3 separate regions of the Zea mays genome follow, and all the other regions are linked to region 1. Evidence: chromatin contacts called from public Hi-C data. All regions are on one chromosome and are shown on one strand. The core of a region is the stretch at or near the end of the contact, and the rest is flanking DNA. Distances in the headings are between cores, read along the strand shown. Region 1 holds the start of LOC103653050. Region 2 holds the start of LOC541692 (sigma factor of plastid RNA polymerase). Region 3 holds the start of LOC100382052 (Somatic embryogenesis receptor kinase 2).

The links. Hi-C and Micro-C count contacts between places; a contact is called where the count stands out from the background.
Region 2: a Hi-C map of ear shows a contact between it and region 1, with 2.3 times the contacts expected there. The contact joins the promoter of LOC541692 here to the promoter of LOC103653050 in region 1. A contact is called at or near these places in 2 of 25 Hi-C or Micro-C datasets (ear and tassel).
Region 3: a Hi-C map of leaf shows a contact between it and region 1, with 6 times the contacts expected there. The contact joins the promoter of LOC100382052 here to the promoter of LOC103653050 in region 1. A contact is called at or near these places in 4 of 25 Hi-C or Micro-C datasets (ear, leaf and tassel).

The regions. Positions count from the first base shown.
Region 1 is chr4:32,407,644-32,412,317 of Zm-B73-REFERENCE-NAM-5.0, forward strand. LOC103653050 reads right to left here and starts at 2,570. Exons shown (of 3, transcript XM_008680025.3): 1 at 2,258-2,570; 2 at 2,092-2,162; 3 at 1,232-1,938. The coding sequence starts at 2,327. The coding sequence ends at 1,645.
Region 2 is chr4:32,764,918-32,769,591 of Zm-B73-REFERENCE-NAM-5.0, forward strand. It overlaps LOC541692 (sigma factor of plastid RNA polymerase), which reads right to left and starts at 2,734. Exons shown (of 10, transcript XM_008680032.2): 1 at 2,160-2,734; 2 at 1,325-2,015; 3 at 887-1,085; 4 at 659-751; 5 at 428-556; 6 at 177-230; 7 at 9-86. The coding sequence starts at 2,001.
Region 3 is chr4:32,130,560-32,135,233 of Zm-B73-REFERENCE-NAM-5.0, forward strand. LOC100382052 (Somatic embryogenesis receptor kinase 2) reads right to left here and starts at 2,724. Exons shown (of 11, transcript NM_001174817.1): 1 at 2,324-2,724; 2 at 790-922; 3 at 632-703; 4 at 26-169.

The sequences.
Region 1 (4,674 bases), core at 1,320-3,819:
ATAACCAAGCGATGTATCAAGTGAGTACACATAATCCGAACTCTAAATTATTATATTTCAATACAACATCTTCAGTAGTAACACATATGTGTTTAACAGTTAATGCAGCAACAGGGCATGGCAACAAATTTTCCACCGCCACCACAATGGAGCCAATTTGCAAACACACCAGTTCCACCACCACAGTTCAACACCCCTCCGACACATATACCTGCACTTGGAGATAGGGTACGTTTGATAACTCTCGATTAATTTATACACTTGTATATTTTTTGATATTTGCATTTAACGTGTTGATATTTGCTAACTTGCATAGGTTACGCCTGAAGCGGGTGGTAGTGGGTCTGATCCAGCAGTAGGGACTGGATTTGTTGACTCGCTCTTCGCGTTCCCTCCTCCTGGTGGTGGTGGCGGCGGCGGTCAAAGCTCTAACCACCCAAGTGGTGGTTATCTCTAAACACTTGAACTTATGTTTGAAATGTCGTACTCGTTGGTGGATGTTATGTTTCAAAACTATGTCGTACTCGTTGGTGGATGTTTAGTTTTAATACTATGTCGTACTCGTTGGTGGATGTTTTAATTATAAATGCATGTGTTTATGTCTAAATGCATGTGTTTGTGAATGTCGTATCTCTAAATGCATGTGTTTGTAATGTGGTTGTTATCTGTGATTTATGTATGTGTGATATATGTTATGTGTGCAGAAATAGTGACCTAATTTAGTGCTGTTTTTGTAGCAGTATAGGGTAATTCTCGTCGGCCCAGTTAATTCCCGTCGGCTATGGTCGAACCGACTGGAATTAATTACTAATGCCCGTCGGCCCAGTTAATTCCCGTCGGCCACGTAGGGCCGACGGGAATTAATTAATAACTCCCGTCGGCCTGGGAAACCGACGGGAATTAATATGTGACGCCCGTCGGCCAGCAAAACCGACGGGAGTTAGCCTTAATTCACGTCGGCCACTAACTAGCCGACGGGAATTAATTATTCCTGTCAGCCGCCGACGGGGATAACCTTATCCCCGACAAGGGACGCCTGGCCGCTGACAATCGACGGGAATAAGCCCTAAACCGACGGGAATTACTTATTCTCGTCGGTTTAATGCTTATTCCCGTCGGTTCCTGGCCGACGGGAATTAACTGTTTTTCCTGTAGTTTTCCTGTAGTGACGGCCTAGATGTAGCTAGCTAGCGTGTGACCGATCTTCGCGTCAAACATATACTAATCAAGATTTGAGAGTGAGAAAAGTTATCTTGAAATAAGCCCAAAACTGCCAATGTCTACCAGCAACTTGAACTAGGGTCTAGCCAGTGGCGGACTCACCACCCAGGCACCACAGGCGGTGGCCTGGGCTGCTTTGCCTACGGCAATGGAGAGAAGCAAGCAAGTACCATACGCTTAATCCTACGGCAATGGAGAGAAGCAAGCAAGCACAGACATAAAGGATAGCAACTTAATCTTGCCTAGACTGTCCTCAAATCCTGGGTCCGCCACTGTATCTAGCTAGGTGCTACTAGGGGACTCCTCTGCTGCTAGTCGTCTCTCCAGCCACAAGCCCACAACAAGGACATCGCATCTCCGGACGCAAAGCATGCAAGCAGCATTTGTTCACCGGAGAAAAACTGCTGTTGTGCTCGATGCATGCTAGCATGGGCCGCAGGGAATTGCCCGGTGGTGGTTGGGTGAGTGACCGCTGGGCCCGGCGTAGTCTTGGTGGATAAACCTGGGCGCCGCCACCTCACGACGATGAGTCCTCCACATCGTCTTCTTGACCTCTCCTCCGCCGTCTTCCTCCTTCGCGGCAGCGGCACGTCCCGTGGTCGTCGCCAGGCGGCGATGCTCTGGCGGTGTGGTGCTGCCGCCTAAGCCGTTCCGGCGGCTGTCCAGTGTGCCCGCCGGCGGTCGTAGTTGCCACTTGAAGTCAGCTGGTATCTCCTGCTACAGCACAGATCGAATAGAGAATTACTACAGATCATCAGACGCGCGCGCGCACACGCAGTCACATGGGTGCGCATGACGAAGAAGAAGCTAATTAATGTAGACTGGAGAATTAACGGCTTAACGCTAGCTAGAAAGAACTGCGTCACTCACCTTCTGGCTATTGACCTTCGTGTTCATGGGCAAGTGTGCTGTGTGCAACTGCATGTCCTGCCTCCCAAGACCTGCAGACGATGAAAATGTAACATCTTCGTCATCATTCTATATATATACGTACAGAGACTGAGAGATAAAAATGAAGATCAAGTATCATCATCACCATAAGCTCTGGTAGCCAGGAGGAAGAGGAGGAGGAGAGAGCCAAACGCCATGGAGCTCCAGCTCCACATTGCAGTTGCAGGTGCTAACAACAGTGTGTGATACCTGATACGAAGCTGGCTAAAGGCTGCTCAAGAACTGATTTTGGGTGCATATATATGAACGAAGACACGAAGTGAACACATATTTCTGAAGGCATATACGTTATTATGCATGTCTTCTAGCTAGCGAGGACGTGATGAGTCTCTGATCGCAGATTCCTGTCCAGAATTAAGTTGGGTTACAAGCCTACAAAGAATGGGATCTTGATGTGAGTCTCAAGATAAGGCGCATGCATGCATGTCACCGCCTTTAAGGGAGGATGTTTTCCCGGCCGCGAAATATGGCCCTTGTTTTGCTCCGTCGTCACCTTGTCCATGTCCTCACGACCAGGCTCAGGTTCCGAGCCTACAGAGCTTTAAGAATGGAGAATTCATTTCAGGGAGCTTGTCTCTCTCCCACTCAAAATACATACTGCTGATGTTGGTTGCATGATCTTGATTGATGCTTATATGACATTTAAAATAAAAAACATCACATCCCTCGGATCCAATTGGGATGGCATCCATCTCATTGGGCTTCCTCGAGAAGGAAGAAAAAAAAACAAGGATTATTATTGGGCGCTCCAGGGGGGAAAAGCTGGGCTTTGTTTATCTGTCCGACTTTCAGAGCTATACGACCCAAATCCAATTGGAGCATTAATTCCTGTGAGTAGTTTGAACATCAATGAAAGCCCAACAAGCTGTGTTTAAAGATATTTGTGCAGTCATGTAAAGTACGTGTGTTCACGGGCGCCTTCGCGCGGAGCTAAGGCGTCCGTGCATTGCAACGGGAACATATAATAGCACGATAACTTAAGTACAAATATATGTTATACTATTATAAGAAAATACTTCATGATCCATTTATGATTCTAGCCATACATAAATTTTATTATTTTAATCTAGTTATTTCACCACTACATAGTACAGTGCCTATGCATTCAGTGGCGGGCCCAGGATTTAGAAGGCGGGTATTCAAAAAAATTAGGATAAAATTTTTTCTAGACCTAAAGCTTGTTTATATATGTAGTTAATTATATATAATCTATAATTAAGCACACACAATATAGTCATAACCGATCCAATAACTAGCCTACTAAACTCAAATTTCATACAACTATTTCAAAAAATTTAAATCGAAATGCACCAGAGGCTATTGCTCGGTTGTTGCCTAGATACTTATCATATTTGGCTCTTTCCAATCGCTAATGCCTCGCATTGTCGCTAATGTCCCACCACGACCTGACAACTCTTCCCTAGTACGACAATAGGGTTTGAAGATTTTTTGTCGTGAGATACTAAGATGGGCTATATCACTCCATTGGATCTCATAGGACACAATCACACAACAATTTATTGGGCTGGGTGGGTATGAGAAGTAGCAAGGAGATTAGAGATATTTTGGTCTAAGTTAATAGAAATTCCTCCACTCATTTGATTCATTTCTTATTTCCTATGTATATATACTATATATGTATATGTTGTTTTTGTCAAAATAATGGGTATTCAATTGAATACCATTGAATTGAATGAGGCCCACCCCTGTATGCGTTGCGACGGCACAATCATATTTGATAAGTGATTCTAACAATCCATTATCATAGCATGGCTTCTATGCATAATATTCACATAAAAGTAAATTCAATTACAAGCATGAATAGAAAGTAACATTATGAGCAATTCGTGTATCTTTAATTGCCATACCACATTTTTCTACAAGCTGGTCAGGTTAAGTTTATTTGGTCTGTAATGTAACTTAGCAACAAAAATACAATTTAGTACATGGTCACAATTAGGAACCTACCCTATAAAGCCTAAGCATCTGATACGAACTTTACATTGATCTCAATATCTCACAAATTTTTTGTCAGCAACCAATAACAAATGATGATGTGGTCCATGAATGGCCCCATTTGTACTGTGAGGTTCTTGATGTAGGTTGCCTCGTAGAGCTTCTTCCCCGCCTCGATGGCCTCGACGCTTGACTTGCTCAATCAAATTATTAACAGGTAACCCTATGACTACGAATGCTTCTTGCCAAGCAGACCCTGCAATGAAGATATTCCATTTTATGGGTTTCTAGTAAATACATTGTGAGTTGCTCAATAGCTGTAGAAAAGAAAACACCAAATTCCTCAACAACAACAAAAAGAAAGAAAAATTAACTGAATAGACACAATATCCTGAGGGATCGGGCAGACTAGATTTGCCTAAATCTGGAGAGCAGAAGCAATAGATCTGGCCAGACTTAGAATTTAAAGATGGAAAAGTTTTGCCTTAATAAGAAATATGAGCCTTCCCTTCAGTTTATATGTTGCTCTTTGGAAAAAAGTAAAAC
Region 2 (4,674 bases), core at 1,484-3,983, 360 kb after region 1:
CTACTTACACTATGGAGTGTGTCCCCAGGTAGACCGTTTAAGGAGGGGAACGCCTGTTGATCCAGTGAAAGAACCTTGTTCACAGCCTGCAAACGTGAATTCTTTTGAGAACGACAGAGATGTCAAAAATCATTATCCAGAAGAAATTCCACCAGGCAAGATTAAGTTCTTTTTACCTCTGTAGCATTGTGCACTTTCTTTTCCGATATATTGAGCGACTCTGCTATGTTCTGAGGAGAGGTCATAAAAGAACATCAGGATGTTCCAAAATTCCTTATTACTTTAGGTTCGAAATTATTAAGAAAACAACTACAAAAAAACAAGCCATATCATCGAGACAGTAAATCACGAAATTGCCTCTTGAAATACTACCCGGTTTGCTGGAGAAGAAGTGGCCAAAAGAGCTTCATCAATGTAGCATCCTTACCTCTATTGTCGGAGCAATTCCTTGATCCTCTAACGCGTACTTTGCACCACGAATTGCTATCAACCTCTCGTGCAAATACGTAGGGAGCCTGAACGTTTTTGAGTTATCAGCCAATGCTCTTGAAACACCCTGGTTACAAACAAACAAACAAATGAATGTAAGGCTCAATTCAGCTATGATCTGATTAGGTCCAAATTGCTGCTGCAGGACAAGAAAATCTGCTCAAATAACCTGACGAATCCACCAATACACATAGGTGGAAATCCTGAATCCCCTCGATGCATCAAATTTTTCGATCCCTCGGAGTAGCCCTATCAGACCACCCTGCAACGTGGATGAACACATTCCATTTCAACGTTTGAGGTAAAGTAATGAGTAATTTGCAGTGTAAAACAAACAAATTAAACAGCTGGAATACCCAGATACATTTCAATCGGTCGACACATCTCATGCCATCACCTGAATAAGGTCTGCCAAGTCGACACCGAGGTTATCATACTTGTGGGCAATGGATATGACCAGACGGATGTTGCTCATTGTCAGCATCTCCCTCGCGAGAAACGACTCGCGCATCCTTGCGCGCAGTTCAGGAGCTGATATCCGCAGTGACTGTGCCAGCTGCTTGTATGATGGCTCGTTCCCCAGTTTCTCCTTCAGCCTGAACTCAAAATTGGGGGCAGCGGGGAATCAGAATCAGATAGGGAATGTAATTTCATTAGGCGCCCACAATCTTCAGCGTGCAATTTTGATCACAGTTATACTACATGGACTTTTGTTTAATACATTTCAGCCTATAGAGCATTTTGAATGGTTTTGGGAGATACGATGTCAGCTTTCAAATGCTAATTATCTGAAGTTGTGCAATTGATGGGCATGCATCTTGGATTGAAACGTTACTTTGATCTTTGGTGCTGAAGCCAGATGCCGTCCTTGATCTTCCTGGAGAGCTGGATGACCTGCTTGTGCGTGAGGAGGTCCTTGCTGACGGTGCCCCTGAGGTAGATGCGGTTCCGGCTCTGCATCAGCTCCGGGCTGATGGCAACGCTCTTCCGACCAGCTCCCCGCCGCCGGCCGCTCATCCGCCGCTGCCGCGCCGAGACGCCCGACCGCGCCGCCACCACCGTGGCCTTGCTAACCCTGTCGTCCTGCTCGTCGTCAGTGGAAATGATGTCGTCCTCGAAGGGGAGCTCCCACTGCTTCTCGAGCATGGAGCGCTGCAGCAGCACGATGGCCTCGAGCGAGGACTCGAACTCCGAGTCTAGGTCCGGAGTCGGGTCCGCCGGTAGAGGAGGCGGCGGTGGCGTGGCGAGCGCGGGCGCGGAGTGGTTCCTGAGCGCCCGGATGGCGCGCGCGCGCGCGTGGCCGGCGGCGGAAGAGCCGCGCCCGACGTTGGGCGGAGAGGAGGAGGAAGAGGAGGCGGGGGCGCGGTGCGCGACGACGGTGAGCTTCGGTGCGGCGGCCGCGAACTGCAGCGACGAGTGCGCGTCCGGGGACGCGAGGTCGGGGGAGCCGAACGAGGTGGCGAGGAGGCGGTGCCCAGCGCTCAGCCCGATCACTGCCGGCGTCGCGGTCATGGCGTCCGCTTCACCTGCGCACGCCGCGGCGGCCGTACGGTACGTGAGTAAGTATATGTATATTCTGTATACACACACCTATCGAGAGAGAGAAACAACCGGCGCAGGCGAATAGGCGATGCGACTGCGAGCAAGCAAACGCCGGAGTTGTACCGTACCTGCGCGACCGAGGCGGCGGATGCAGCAAGGCGAATGATGAGGTACAGTAGAGTCGGCGGTACAGGGCTAGGACAGCAGGCAGCAGAAGTGCACGCAGTAGGAGACCGGCGGCGAGGAACTGAACTGATCCTACTAGCCCTCAGCAGAGGAAACAAAGAAGACAAGTGGAGGCAGGGAAGCTATGCCCACCACACGCCGAGAGAGAGGGACTGACGAGGAAAGAGAGATAGAGAGGCGTTTTCTGGTCCGCTAGTGTTTTACTACGAGCAAGAGGAGACTCACGGAGGTGTGTTACCGCGCGCGCGCGGCATGGAGGTGCGGGTGAGCGTTCGGAGCCGGTGAAGGAGGAGAGGAGAGGATAGGGTGCGGGCAGCGAGGAGCGAGGGAGCGCGAGGCCATTGGTGGGCGGAAGATATTGTGGCTGCCCCTCGTCGCTTTCCGCTCGGCTCGTCGTTGCCTGCTGCGGTCGTGCCTCCGCCACGAGATCGGCCAGGGCGGCAATAGAAAGATCACGCTGCCTCCTCCACGCGGCACGCCGACCACACGACGCCCATCGGGCTCGTCGCTCTGGAGCCTGGTGGGCATCGTCTTCCCCCTCGTGTGCCTTTTTAGTTTCGTGGGCTGATGGGTCGCCTATGGCCCACCAGCGGTGCCCGGCCTGCGCGCTCTTAAGGCTGGTGCTAGTGCAGGCGGCAGCGCGGGTGAGAAGAGGCCGCTGCCGCCCGCGCGCGGGCGATAGGCGGGCGAGAGGCCGGCGCCGGACGATGGCGCTGGCGCCCGGCGAGAGCGGGCGATATCGCCTCGCTCTCGCCCGCGCTGGAGCGCTCGCCCGGGCGAGAGGCGGGCGAGAGGGAGGCGAGGCACTGGCGGGGCGAGAGCGCGGGCGAGAGCGACGTGGCGCGATCTGATTGGTCCACGTGTCGCGATCTGATTGGTCCACGTGTGCTAGCCGTTGCAACTAGCCGTTTTTGACCGTTTGGAGTCCAAAAAATTCGAAAAAAATTACAAAAAATCACAAATTTCATCCCCAATCTCTCTATATATACCCCTACCCGGGTGGAGCTCATTCCACACACCATTCCATCTTATTTTTCTCTTCTAAACTCCCCTTTCTTCACACAATGTCGGGTTGGTCCCCAGATTTGAACACCTTCACGGATCTCTTGCAGTCCGATGGGTCACCTACAACCCTTCCGTTAGATGAGTCTTCTTCACTACATCGTCGCTCCGATGTTTCAGCCTCACTCCTCCGTGCACTATTTCCGTCTGCTAGATGACGAAGAAGAGGAACCGGAAGCGGAACGTGAAGAGGAGAAAGATGAGGATGAGATCGAGGAGTCCGATTAGAGTTATGTAATTTTATTTTAATTATCATGTCATTTTATTTTAATTATTATGTACTTTGTAATTTTTAATTCAATAAAAAATATTATGTTGTGTGTTTTCTGAGCGTTGAAATAAATCCGCGTGAATTACTTAATTCTGAAATAAAAAAGCTGACGTGGCTATAGCCTGAGGCTGTAGCCTGCTGCAGCCTGTGCACTGGAGCAGCAGGGGCGAGAGTGGAGGCGAGAGCTGACGTGGCAGGGGCGAGAGGGAGGCGGTGCACTGGACTCAACCTAATGCATTATCCCCTCCCTATTTTTGAAGAAACGGAAATTATCATCAGATTTCTCGTATTAACGGACAGGCAACCCAAAGAAGCGTGTTTTATAAGGGCTCGAAAAAGGTTGAACCCGTTTCCTTTTGCCTTTGGTGTCTTGTTGACAACCAAACTACCGACGCTAAGGGCATGTACACCCATATAAGATATTGTTCAGTTATTCCTATATTTTATGAATTGGAAGAGGTTGGAAAATTTGTGAAGGATTTTGATTTGTTGTGGATTAAAATCTATCTAATCCTCTACAATCTATATGGATTTGATGAAATCGAACAAGTCCAAAATGATCCGTATCTCAAGGGATATCAAGTGAGTAAGTGAAAAAACACGAAATATATCTTGATGAATGAACGTCTCTAGCATGGTTCTCTAGGTCTAGATACAGTTTCACTTATATAACCCACATAAAATGATTCGTATCTTGAGGGCTTCTTGCTAGCGCTAATCCGGGCGCTAATCGCTGCGATGAGAACCGACACCGGTGCTATCTACAGAGGAATGGACGGTCCGGGCCAGGGGCCGAAAGGTTCCTGCCTGACAAGCCGGACGGTCCACGCCTGGTGTCTGGAGGGTCCGCGCGTGCGCAGGGGCGACGAAGTTCGGCGATGGCGTCTGATCTCGCTCCCGAGATGGACCCCATCGGGGATGAGAGATCATATGGTGTCTTGGGATCGGTAGGCCACCCAAGACGCCTCTAATCGACGTACAGCTGGATAATGTGAAGATTTAAAGAGAAAACTAAGTTATTGTTTACTCCTACGACAAAATGTAAAGAACTAGATGTATATTGATTGATTGATCGATTTTTCGGGTCCCAATCGGTCCCAGCCTTCATTTATATAAAAGGGGAG
Region 3 (4,674 bases), core at 1,474-3,973, 280 kb before region 1:
ATGTGGATGTCTTCAGATATCTTACAAGAACCGCAGCTTCAATAGCTTCCCCAATGAATCTGGTATTGGACCAGTGAAGTTGTTCAGGTACAAATCCAAACTGACCAAGTTTGTAAGGTTTCCAAATCCACTAGGTATAATTCCGCTGATATTATTACTGTAGAGCTCCCTGCATAAAAAATTAATATATGAAGACAGTAACTAATTTAAAAATATAGCAAAAACTAAGTAACCGAGTTATGGCATGCCACAGTAAATGGTTGAGGTCATAGTGATTAATGAAGGCGGTGAATGTTATTGGTCATAGTGATTAATGAAGGCGGTGAATGTTATTGTTATGACATCACAGTTAATAGTGCCAACAGCATTGTCATTTTATATAAGATAGGCTCGTCATTTAAAGACAGAATATACCAGTCACTTATTTTGACATCACCAGAACAACATACAATCTTTAGACATTGCAGCAGCATAACCTTATTTTCATATATGTGATAAGTATTATGAACAGGATATTTCTTATATGAGCAGTCATGCCTGAAATGTTTTCACCTAGAAAGATAATAGAATCTTCTAACACATGCAAAAATCAGTATGGGATTAGAAAACACAGCAAAGAAAGAGAACTTACAGGTACTGCAAGTTTTAGAGCTGTCCAAGTTGCGGAACCAAAGTTCCTGATAGTGCAGCATTTCCAAGATCACTGTGAATAAAGTAAAACTTTCACTAGGAAATATAGAATAGGTGCAACTCACTGATGAAATATAGTGGAGGAAAAGGTGAACCTACACTCTGATGACACTGTTGTCATTATTGCAGGTAACATGAAACCAAGTGCAGGGGTTGACCAGAGTGGGATCCCAACTTTGTAGAACATTATTAGGATCATTTAAGTTGGTACGTAAGCTATGCAAGGCATCACCTGTCAACAGCAGAATGGAAAATGCAGTCTTCTTTTGTTAGAAATGTCACCCAAACAAGCAAAGGGATACATCAATCAGTAAAGCTGTAGAGTTGTGGCAAGTGGTAACCAATATCCCTTTTAGGACTTAGGTAGCCATAAATAAATAAAAATCAACATCATCAAATACAAATGAAAACGATAATATCAACATCCATTCCATTAGTACTTGTAGCTAATGGGCTAATGGCATCAAGTAAGACAAAGCTTCAGCCCTAAAACTCAGAATTTGAACAATTCCCCTCTCATTAGTACAGGCATCAAAGCAAAAACACAGCAAGACAACTGTCCATTCTATGACAAAACACTTCGCTCCAAATAAACGAAATATAGCCCATAGGCCACATGACCATCGGTGCAAGACCAAAGTAGCACAAAATAACCAATACTCAAGCAAGCGCTGTCAGCGTGAACCTAACAGCAAGCACCCGAAACAAGCAAACAACAGAAGCAAGCCATGCAAAGTCCTGACTCCTAACCAGCCCGAGCACCAGCAACCGAAAACCGGCCATAAATCGCCGCTCACCCTCAAACAAGCAAATTATAGGACTAGGAAGATGGAAAATCACTCTGAGTAGCAGAACCAAATATAGACACCAAGGCCCCCTGAGAAATGTCCAGCCACCAACTAGAAACAGAACAGAAGTATATCCAGAAACAACGAAACCACGTCAGGAGACGTCCAAATCAAGCCTAACGACCGGTAAGGCGACTGCACTACCGTTGCCCGAGCAAACCAGCACGCAGGAAACATTAGGCAGAATGTAGCGAAGCGATTTAATGCAACAGTAGTACTAAGCCACAGAAGGCCTTCAGGACGCACAGGGGCGCGCAGCAGGAACACCAGAACGAGGGAGCATGGACACTCGGAGGGAAATGAATTCAGAGGAGATATGGATCCAATTAATGATGCTAGCAGCACTAATAACTCTCTAAGTTTTGGTCTCGAAGAGCAAAAATAGATACAAATTTGCAGCAAAAGGAAGGGCGGATTTGTTCGGCTCGGCCAGTTGCCAGGCACCTGAATCCGCCGCAGAGTAAAAGTGGATTCGAATTTGTTTGGTCAAACGCAGAAACGGCTCCTCTACTCCCGGGCAGCGAGGGCCAGAAACGGCGCCCAGCCAAACCCCCAGGAAACGGCACTTGGCGCTCGCCTCATGCACTGCTCCAGTAGCATAGGCGTAAAGCGGTAAGCCCAACCCCCGTTTGAATTAGGTGCACCGGAAGCAGGCAGAGCTCCCGGAAGCCCCCCGCGTCAGACGGAGCAAGTCGGGGGGCACAAGGCAAGCAAGCGAAGCGGGGAGAGAGAGAGAGAGAGAGAGAGAGAGAGAGAGAGAGAGAGAGAGAGAAGGACGGGCTCACCGCGCACCTTCGGTGTTGGCGAGCACGAGCGCGGCGGGGTGGAGCAGCAGCAGTAGCGCCCACACCGCCCACCGGCGCCGCGGCTCTGCCTCCGCCATTGCCGCGCGACCCCACCACCTCCGCTAGATCCCTCCTCGCGCCGCCATTCCCGCCGGATCGGCCGGATCAGGCTGTCTGCAGCGCTGTACCGGCAGGTCGGGCGATCCGGCGAGTACTCGAGCGGGCGCTGCAGGCTCCGCTTCAGCACCCACCGCCACGTCGCCCTCCGCCTCCCTCCTCTTTCTCGATCTCTCCGAATCGACCCCCTTCTCTCTCCCACTCTGCGCTCGCTTTTCGACGGACGGACTCAGCCTTTATCGCCTGGGCTCATTTTCGTTGCGGTTGGGTAGAATGGCGATACGAGACACGGGTGGTGGGGTGGGATGGAATCGAACGGGATGTGTTGGGCATAAATAGGGCTATAGGTGTACATTTATGCTGTGCCTAATAGGTCGGCTCAAAGCACACAATTTTTGGCACGGCTCATATCTGGCACGGCCCAACCTAATTGTGGGCCTAGGCCGGCACGGCCCACATTGTGGGCCGTGCCTGGGCCTCAAGTCAAGCCCACGGGCCGGCCTGGCACGACCCATTTAACTAAGGCCCACCGAGGCCCACTAAATATAGACTCAGTATTTAACTAAGGTCTATCAAATCCCACATGACTAGCATAACTTGGAGAATCTAGAGCTTCAATAAGCCATCGAGAACCAATACCAATATATAGATAGTGAATAGTGATGATGATCATTGTATATGTATTCTGTATGGATGTATAGTACTCAATTAAACACTAAACAGAGAACTGGATATTATTTGTGAGCTAATTGTATTTTTTTTCTTTCTGACCAAAGGTTTATAATGTGCATCCACAAAACATCTTAGTTTTATTTTGGTCATATATATATTTTATACTTTTTGTTGATGTATTACTGTTGTATGTATATGGACCGGTCTGGCACATTAAGACATTTTGGGCTATTTGGGCCGGCCTGGCACACATAACTAATTGTGGGCCGTGTCGTGGGCCGATGACTGGGCACACGTGCTGGCACGGCACGGCCCATAATTAGATATGTGCTTTTGTGGGCCGTGCCTTTGTGGGCCGTGCTTTCGTGGGCTTGTGCCGTGCCGGGCCAGGCCGGCCCACATGTACATGTATAAATAGGGCTGGGCAAAAAAACCCGTAACCCGAAACCCGAACCCGGAATACCCGAATCCGAACCCGAAATATCCGAAACCCGAATTTTGTCCGGGAATTTCGGGTAGCAACTTGCAAAACCCGAATTTATTTCGGGTAATTCGGGTATCACAATCGGGTACCCAAAATACCCAAATTACCCGAACTTTCATGTGTCATGCTTAATTATTAATTTATACATCTATAATTATGTGTAAGTGTGCATAACTTGTGATTATAGATAGCTTATGTTTTATATGTCCATGTATATCATTATTCAAACTATGTTTTTATGCTAATTTAATAGGGTATATGTTTTTCTATGAAGCCAACATAATAATTCGGGTAGTTCGGGAATACTCGAACCCGAACCCAAAATTCCGGGTACCCGAATTTTCGGGTATTGCAAAATCCGTTGTAATTTCGGGTATCAATTCTCAAAACCCGAAATTTTAAAAACCCGAATTACCCGACCCGAAAATTTCGGGTAACCCGAACGCCCACCCCTAGGCACAAAAAGAGCGAGCGGACGGTCTCGTTCTGGAGCCGGACGGTCCGCGGTCCAGACAGTTCGCGCCTGTGTGTCGGATGGTCCGCACGCGCACAGAATAGATTAGGATTCCGAGTTTCTTGCCTGTGTTTGTTAACGAAATTCGCGTGATTCGCAAGATCCAGGTGCCGCCGGTGATCTTCCGCCGCCCCTGCGCATGCGTGGGCCGTCCGACCGTTAGGCACGGAACCCTAGCCTCGCACCAGGCCGCGGACCGTCTGGCCCCTGGCCGTGGATCGTCCGCGCCTGTGCAGAGAGCACCGACGCAGGTTCGTATTGAGTGATTGGCGCCCCAAAAAGGTGTCAACATACTTTTTGGCGACTTCGCTGGGGAAGATTTCATATAGACCTATCGAGATCGGCTCTCAATGGCCGGTTCAAAAGATAGCTCTGAAGTTTCCACCAGCAATATCATCACACCAACATGGGAAACCTTGCCGGCTGAAGAACAGCTCCTGTTCGAGGAGCGTTAGGAGTAGCTGATTCGTGAAGCAAAGGAAGAATTCCTGGTCGACTTCAAGGTGTACAGGAACAACAAAGTCATTCGGCAACGGACGACAGATCTGGCTTCGCTCCGACCTA